Regions from separate parts of the Pan troglodytes genome. Here region 2 is linked to region 1. The links are chromatin contacts, called in public HiChIP or PLAC-seq maps. All regions are on one chromosome and are shown on one strand. The core of a region is the stretch at or near the end of the contact, and the rest is flanking DNA. Distances in the headings are between cores, read along the strand shown.

Region 1 (3,116 bases), core at 297-2,796:
GCGGTTGCAGTGAGCTGATATTGCCCTCTGCACTCCAGCCTCCTGGCAACAGAGCAAGACTCCATCTCAAAAAAAAAGAAGGAAGGAAAGCAAGGAAAGCAAGAAAGCAATAAAGCAAGAAAGAAAAGGAGTGGGACAAGCAGGGTGGTTCCACCTCCAGCTCTAGGAGGCTCCTCATGCAAGGAGGTGGGGCTGCCGCCGCCTCGTATTTTCCTGCCTCCATCAAATTTCACCGGGAGAAATCCAGGCACCTAGAGGAGGTGGCAAAGCTTTTTTTTTTGTTTGTTTTTTGTTTTTTTTTTTCCATTAGCTATTAAAACAAAGGGGCAGAATCTAGGCGCCCTAGATGTAACTTCATTTACGGAGTCAGAAAATCCACAAAGGCTGCCAAGGTGGAATGAATGAGAGGAGGACGACCAGAAAGGAGAAGTCTGGGAAGGGGACCCCAGATCCACACGGATGATCCTCGCTCCGTGATACAGTCGAGGACAGGGCAGGGAGGGAGGGAGGGAGGGTGGCCCTGCCATCTCCCAGGTGTCAAGGTGGCGGCAGCTCCGCCCTCAGCGCAGTTGGCACCGGCCTGACCCACCACAGGGCCACCGAGGCCACTGAAGCCGTGGGGCTTTCCCACTCGGGAAACTCCCACCCTCGCGCTCAGAAGCTGGGGGCGTCGGGAGACACAGGCGGGGACCTGCGGCTCCAAGTTGCAGCCCGGGCCCTGCTCGGGGCAAGAGGCGGTGGCTCCGGTTTCAGATTTCAAGAGGGCAGCCGTGGCAAAGGCTGGTTGGTCCATTTGCACCCTACCTTGCTCTAGAACGCGGCGCAGGAGCAAAGATCCAAACTCGGGGTCACCAGCAAGCGGGGGTCTCGGTTCTAACTTCAGCAGAGACCCGGCACCCGGGCAGGCCAGGGCACGGGCCGCCTGGACCGGGAGAGGCTGCGGCTCCGAGAGGGCGGGCGAGCCCTGCAGCCCTCGGGCCCAGGGTGCGGGTCTGCGCCGCAGTCCGGTGCGCGGCCGCAGGGGGCAAGTGCGAGGCCGGCTGCTACTCGGGAGCCCCGCGCTGTCCCTCCCTGCGCAGTCAGGGCTCACCTGGGCCGCCCCCGCCCCGCACCCCTGCGCGCTCCGCTCCCACCCCCAGCCCGGCCTCCTACCTTGCCTACCCGAGCGTCCCGCCAGCCTCCCCGCGCCGCGCCCGGGTCGCTCGGCCGGTTCTGCGGGCCGTGGCGCGACAGCGTCGCCATGGCAACCGGGCGGCGGGCTGGGCGGTGTCTCCGAGACCGGAAGTGGCGCACGCGGCCCCCGGGGCTGCCCCGCACGTGCCAGGTCCCCGCGGTTGCGGCCACGCTCGGGACCGGGCCCTGCCAGCTCCGGGCCCGCACGTGGGCGAACCGCGGCCACCGTGAGCCCGGCCTCGCGACCTCTCTCCGGGGCCCCCATGATCGGGGGTGCGTGGGGTCTGCGGCCTGCGGGGGTGGAGGGCCGGGAGCTCCCCCGGGCCTGCCTCGAGGGCCGCGGGATTCGCCGGTGCGAGCCCCGACTGCGCACGGAAGGACCTGGGGTCGTCCAGGCCTGGGGGACGGGACGGGCCCCGAGGAGAGCGGGTGCCAGGGGCGAGACCCGCCGCCCTTCCCCGGCTTGGTCCCGCGCTTCCTGATTTTCTCGCTCCACGCCTCCCATTCTGCCCTCCACCTTCTTCCCTGCCCCGCCCTCGCCCCGCCCGGGCCCAAGAGGCCACTAGATGTCAGACCCGGTTCGGGCCTTGGCCACGCCGCCGCTCCGGGAGCCCTGGGGGCACCTCCCCAGCCCCCACGGGGGAGACGATACTGCCGGGAAGGCCCGGACTAGCCCCCGCCCCCGCAGAGTAGCCTTCGGGGAACACCGGTTCCACCAGGCTGTCACGAAAGCCGAGACCTTGCCGTCCGCAGCTTCCCCTGCCCAAAGCGCAGAGAAAGGAGGGCGCCGAGGCCAAGACCAAGACCGGGTGCCAGCCCCTTCGGAGCCCGGTCCAGGGCCCCGGTCCAGGAAGTGCTGTGGGTAGATAAGGGGCCCAGCTCAGACTTCCTACAAGCTGGGAAGAAAGGGTTCTTTCCTGTCTGATGCCGGGCCAGATGTAGCAAGCGCCTAGGGGTAGGAGGGAAATGGGGTTTCCTCCCCGCAGAGGGAAACCGGCCTCCATTCAGGAACGCCCTCCCCCACCTGCCCTCCAGGCACCGAAGTTCTGGGAGGCCGGGGGGCAGGGAGACCTGCTTACTTGAATGCGCTTTGTGTAGACTGTGGGCTTCCCACAGGCAGTGGGCAAGATAGGCCCTGGGGATCCAGTACTCGCTTAGTACACAGAGAGCAGTCTCCAGCGCCAGGCGAGACGCACAGGCGTGTCAGCTGCACATGGCACACGGTGGCACATGGCACACCTTCCACGAGCAGACACAACGGGCCGACACAGCAGGGCCCACCCCCTAAGAGGGACCAAGCTTAAACCCTCTAACAACAGAAAATTTTTAGAGTATCTTTCAGTTGGAGGAAATTAATGGATAATTTAAAGTAAGAAACAGTTTCCTTAGCGTGCTAACAGGCAGAATCCCTGTGGATTGAAGGTGGAACTGAGCCATGTCCTTTGTTTGGTCTGTGGATTTAGACGTGGAGGAGGAGTCCTGACCGGCTGAGCAGGGCTGAGTTCCCTCGTGAGAGCCCCGGGCCTTCAGCCCCTTCCAAAGCCAGGAGAGACTCCTGCTGAGGGGTGATAGGGGCCCTTTGGCTTCCCCCTCACCCCACGGCCCAGCAGCACGGGGCTGCAGGCTTTTCCCTTAGGAGGAAGAGCAGCCGCCTCCCTGCCAGCAGTGTTCTCAAGGGCCTGCTTCAGGTGGGGAGGGGTGGGTGAGGGTGTTCTGACTGAGGGAGAGGCCTGCACACCCGCTGCATGGGGGGGGCTCATGGCTACACCTAACCCATTTTAAAGAACAGGCAATGCCACCAAACTGCTCTCTGGCACTAGGGCCCAGAGGCCTTGCCCCAGCTCCCAGATGTCCCAACCCAGGACGACAGACACCCAGACTAACTACCTTGCAACCCTGTTCCTGCTGCTGAAGCTCCTGCCTTGGAAGCCTGAGAAGTGTGC
Region 2 (2,889 bases), core at 244-2,743, 150 kb after region 1:
GACCCAGCAATTCCACTCCTAGGTATATAACTAAAAGAAGTGAAAACATACGTCCACACAGCAATGTGTACATGAATGTTCACAGCCTCATTATTCACCATAGAAGGTGGAAACAACCACATGTCCATTGCCTGATGAATGGATAAATAAAACTTGGTATATTCATACAATGGAATATTATTTGGCAATAGAAATGAAATACTGATACATGCTACAACATGCAAGAATCCTGAAAACATCATGCTAAGTGAAAGAAGCCAGTTACCAAAGGCCACATAGCGTTTGGGCCCATTCATATTAAATGTCCAGAAGAGGCAAACCCACAGAGACAGAAGTAAATTGGTGATTGCCTAGGGCTGCGGGAATTGGGGGGAAATAGGGAATGATTGTTAATGGGTACAGGACTTCTTTTGGGGATGATGAAAATGTAAAATCAATTGTGCACAGCTCTGAATATTCTATAACACATTGTACACTTTGAATTGGTGATCTGTGTGATCTGTGAAATATGTCAAAGCTGTTAATTTTTTTAAAAATGAGAACTGTGTTGGGCATAGGAAGTACAGTCCTACTCTCAGAGAATTTAGTATTACGGTAGAAACAGATATAAACATTTTGATATTTTTTTAAAAGGTAAGTGCTAAGGTGCAAGCATGTATGAAGGGCTATGGGCACCCACCGCACCTGGCTAATTTTTGTATTTTTAGTAGAGACGGGGTTTCACCATGTTGACCAGGCTGGTCTCGAACTCCTGACCTAGCGATCCGTCTGCCTCACCCTCCCAAAGTGCTGGGATTACAGGCGTGAGCCACCGCGCCCGGCTGTCCTGCTTCTCTACCTGATATGTCATGCCCTTTGGACTTAATCTCACCAGCATGGGAGTCACTACAAAGCTTTTCAGCAGCTGCTGCTTTGTTTCTCTCCATCTTCTAACGGATTCGGTTTTCTCTTTCGAGACAGCAGAGAGAAAATGAAGAGGGGAGTTTAGCTCCAAAGGGCTTGTCTGATCATTCTCCCTCTCCCAAAGGCCTGTGACTCATCTGAGTCTGTCCCAAACCATCTCTTGCATCTAGGGGCTTAAGTGCACTGTGGCTATTTACGTAAAACTTTATTACTTTAAAGCTCTAAGGGCTCATTTTGTGTTTCCAACTTTCCTATGTTGATAAAGCAAATATTAGATCCTTATTTATAAATAGGGAAGACGTTCAGAGAGATTAAACATTTGGGCAATTCACTTCTCTGGCAGCAGTTTCTTTCCCAGTACAATGAGGCAACAACAAAATATCATTCTGGACTTGCTCAGATTTAGGCAGCAATTTGGAAGCAAAGTCAGTTTCGTAACTCAGATGTGTCTCCACTAGAACATTATGAGAAACAAAGTCCGGCACTCTCTAGGCAACCGGGAGGGCTTGAGCACTAACTAGATCTGCTCAAGGGCAAGAGAGGAGCGAGTACCGTGCAGCCACGGAACGGACTTTGCGGGCAGTGGGGACGTGTTTTTGGAGCGAACCCGGTAAAGGAAGTGTGCTACGCCATCAAGGGCCCCCAGTCCCGGGTGCCGAGGGGACGGTGTAGGGTCATTAGCTGTTGAGCCGCCCCGGGCGGGCCCAAGCCTTTGGGTCTCAGGTGACCGGCATAGGCGGCCGCGGGGTCCGGAACTGCTTGTTCCGGCAGTGGAAGAGACGCGCCGGCGTTGGCCGCTGCTGCTAGCAGCTTGAACCCCAGGTCGGGACCGATGGCGGCTTGGGCTGCTGCCAGCCTAAGCAGGGCCGCTGCCCTATGCTTGCTGGCACGAGGCCCCGGGGTCAGGGCGGCTCCTCCGCGCGACCCCCGGCCCTCCCACCCCGAGCCCCGGGGCTGTGGTGCCGCTCCGGGCAGGACGCTGCACTTCACCGCGGCTGTCCCCGCCGGGCACAACAAGTGGTCCAAAGTCAGGCACATCAAGGGTCCGAAGGACGTCGAAAGGAGTCGCATCTTCTCCAAACTCTGTTTGAACATCCGCCTGGCAGTGAAAGGTGAGACCCTGACGGTCACCCAGCACTGGCTGCCGCTGCCCTCTCAGTGCCCGCAGCCTCGCTTGCCTCTCGGAGTTGGGCCCACCTAGATCTCCGGCCCTTCACTTTGTTTTCCTTCCCCAGTACCCACCATTGCCCACCTCATAAATCCTCAAAACACCTACCCTACGTTGAAGGTTCTCACTCACCTTTCCAGACGCTGAGCATCTGGCCAGTTTGTCAGAGAGGGAGCTGCTCTTAAGAAGATAAGCCGGTAAGGTAGAAGTGACTTCATCCTAGTCTAGCTGGGTACTTAATAGCAACAAGCCCTAAGAGTCAGGGCAGATGTGTGTCTCTCCTGAAGAGACAAATCAACCCCTCTGAAGTCGCCTCAAGTACCTTATTGGTTGTGGCAGGGGCACTGAGTAAAGCTGTTACTTAAGTGCTTAGGCCTTAGTTTGCTTCATTAATGTTTCCCCAAGACACATTTCCTTGGAAGGTAGATTTGCAGCCATGTCTTTTCTCCCTTAGGTCGCCACACTGAAAAGGCTTTTTTTCTGTTTAGGGCCAGACATCTGTAGGAGCAAAGGAAAAGTCCTGTAGAAAGCATGGACTTTGGACTGGGCGCAGTGGCTCAGCCTGTAATCCCAGGCCAGAGGCGGGCAGATCACTTGAGGTCAGGAGTTAAGGACTAGCCTGGCCAACATGGGGAAACCCTGTGTCTACTAAAAATAGCATAAAAAAAAAAAAAACATTAGCCAGGCATGGTGGTGCACGCCTGTAATGCTGGCTACTCGGGAGGCTGAAGCAGGAGAATTGCTTGAACCCAGGAGTTGGAGGCTGCAGTAAGCGAGATTGCTCTACTGTACTCCATCCAGCCTGGGTGACAGAGCAA

The links. HiChIP or PLAC-seq counts read pairs in DNA pulled down with a chosen protein or histone mark.
Region 2: a contact with region 1 is called in an H3K4me3 HiChIP or PLAC-seq map of stem cell-derived excitatory neurons, with 8 times the contacts expected there. The contact joins the promoter of TACO1 here to the promoter of CYB561 in region 1. A contact is called at or near these places in 3 of 7 Hi-C or Micro-C datasets (induced pluripotent stem cells and stem cell-derived neural progenitor cells) and 1 of 1 datasets of contacts at active chromatin or transcription factors (stem cell-derived excitatory neurons).

What each region holds. Positions count from the first base shown.
Region 1 is chr19:76,578,605-76,581,720 of NHGRI_mPanTro3-v2.0_pri, forward strand. CYB561 (cytochrome b561) reads right to left here and starts at 1,547. Exons shown (of 6, transcript XM_016932718.4): 1 at 805-1,547.
Region 2 is chr19:76,730,405-76,733,293 of NHGRI_mPanTro3-v2.0_pri, forward strand. It overlaps TACO1 (translational activator of cytochrome c oxidase I), which reads left to right and starts at 1,494. Exons shown (of 5, transcript XM_001146595.6): 1 at 1,494-2,015. The coding sequence starts at 1,736.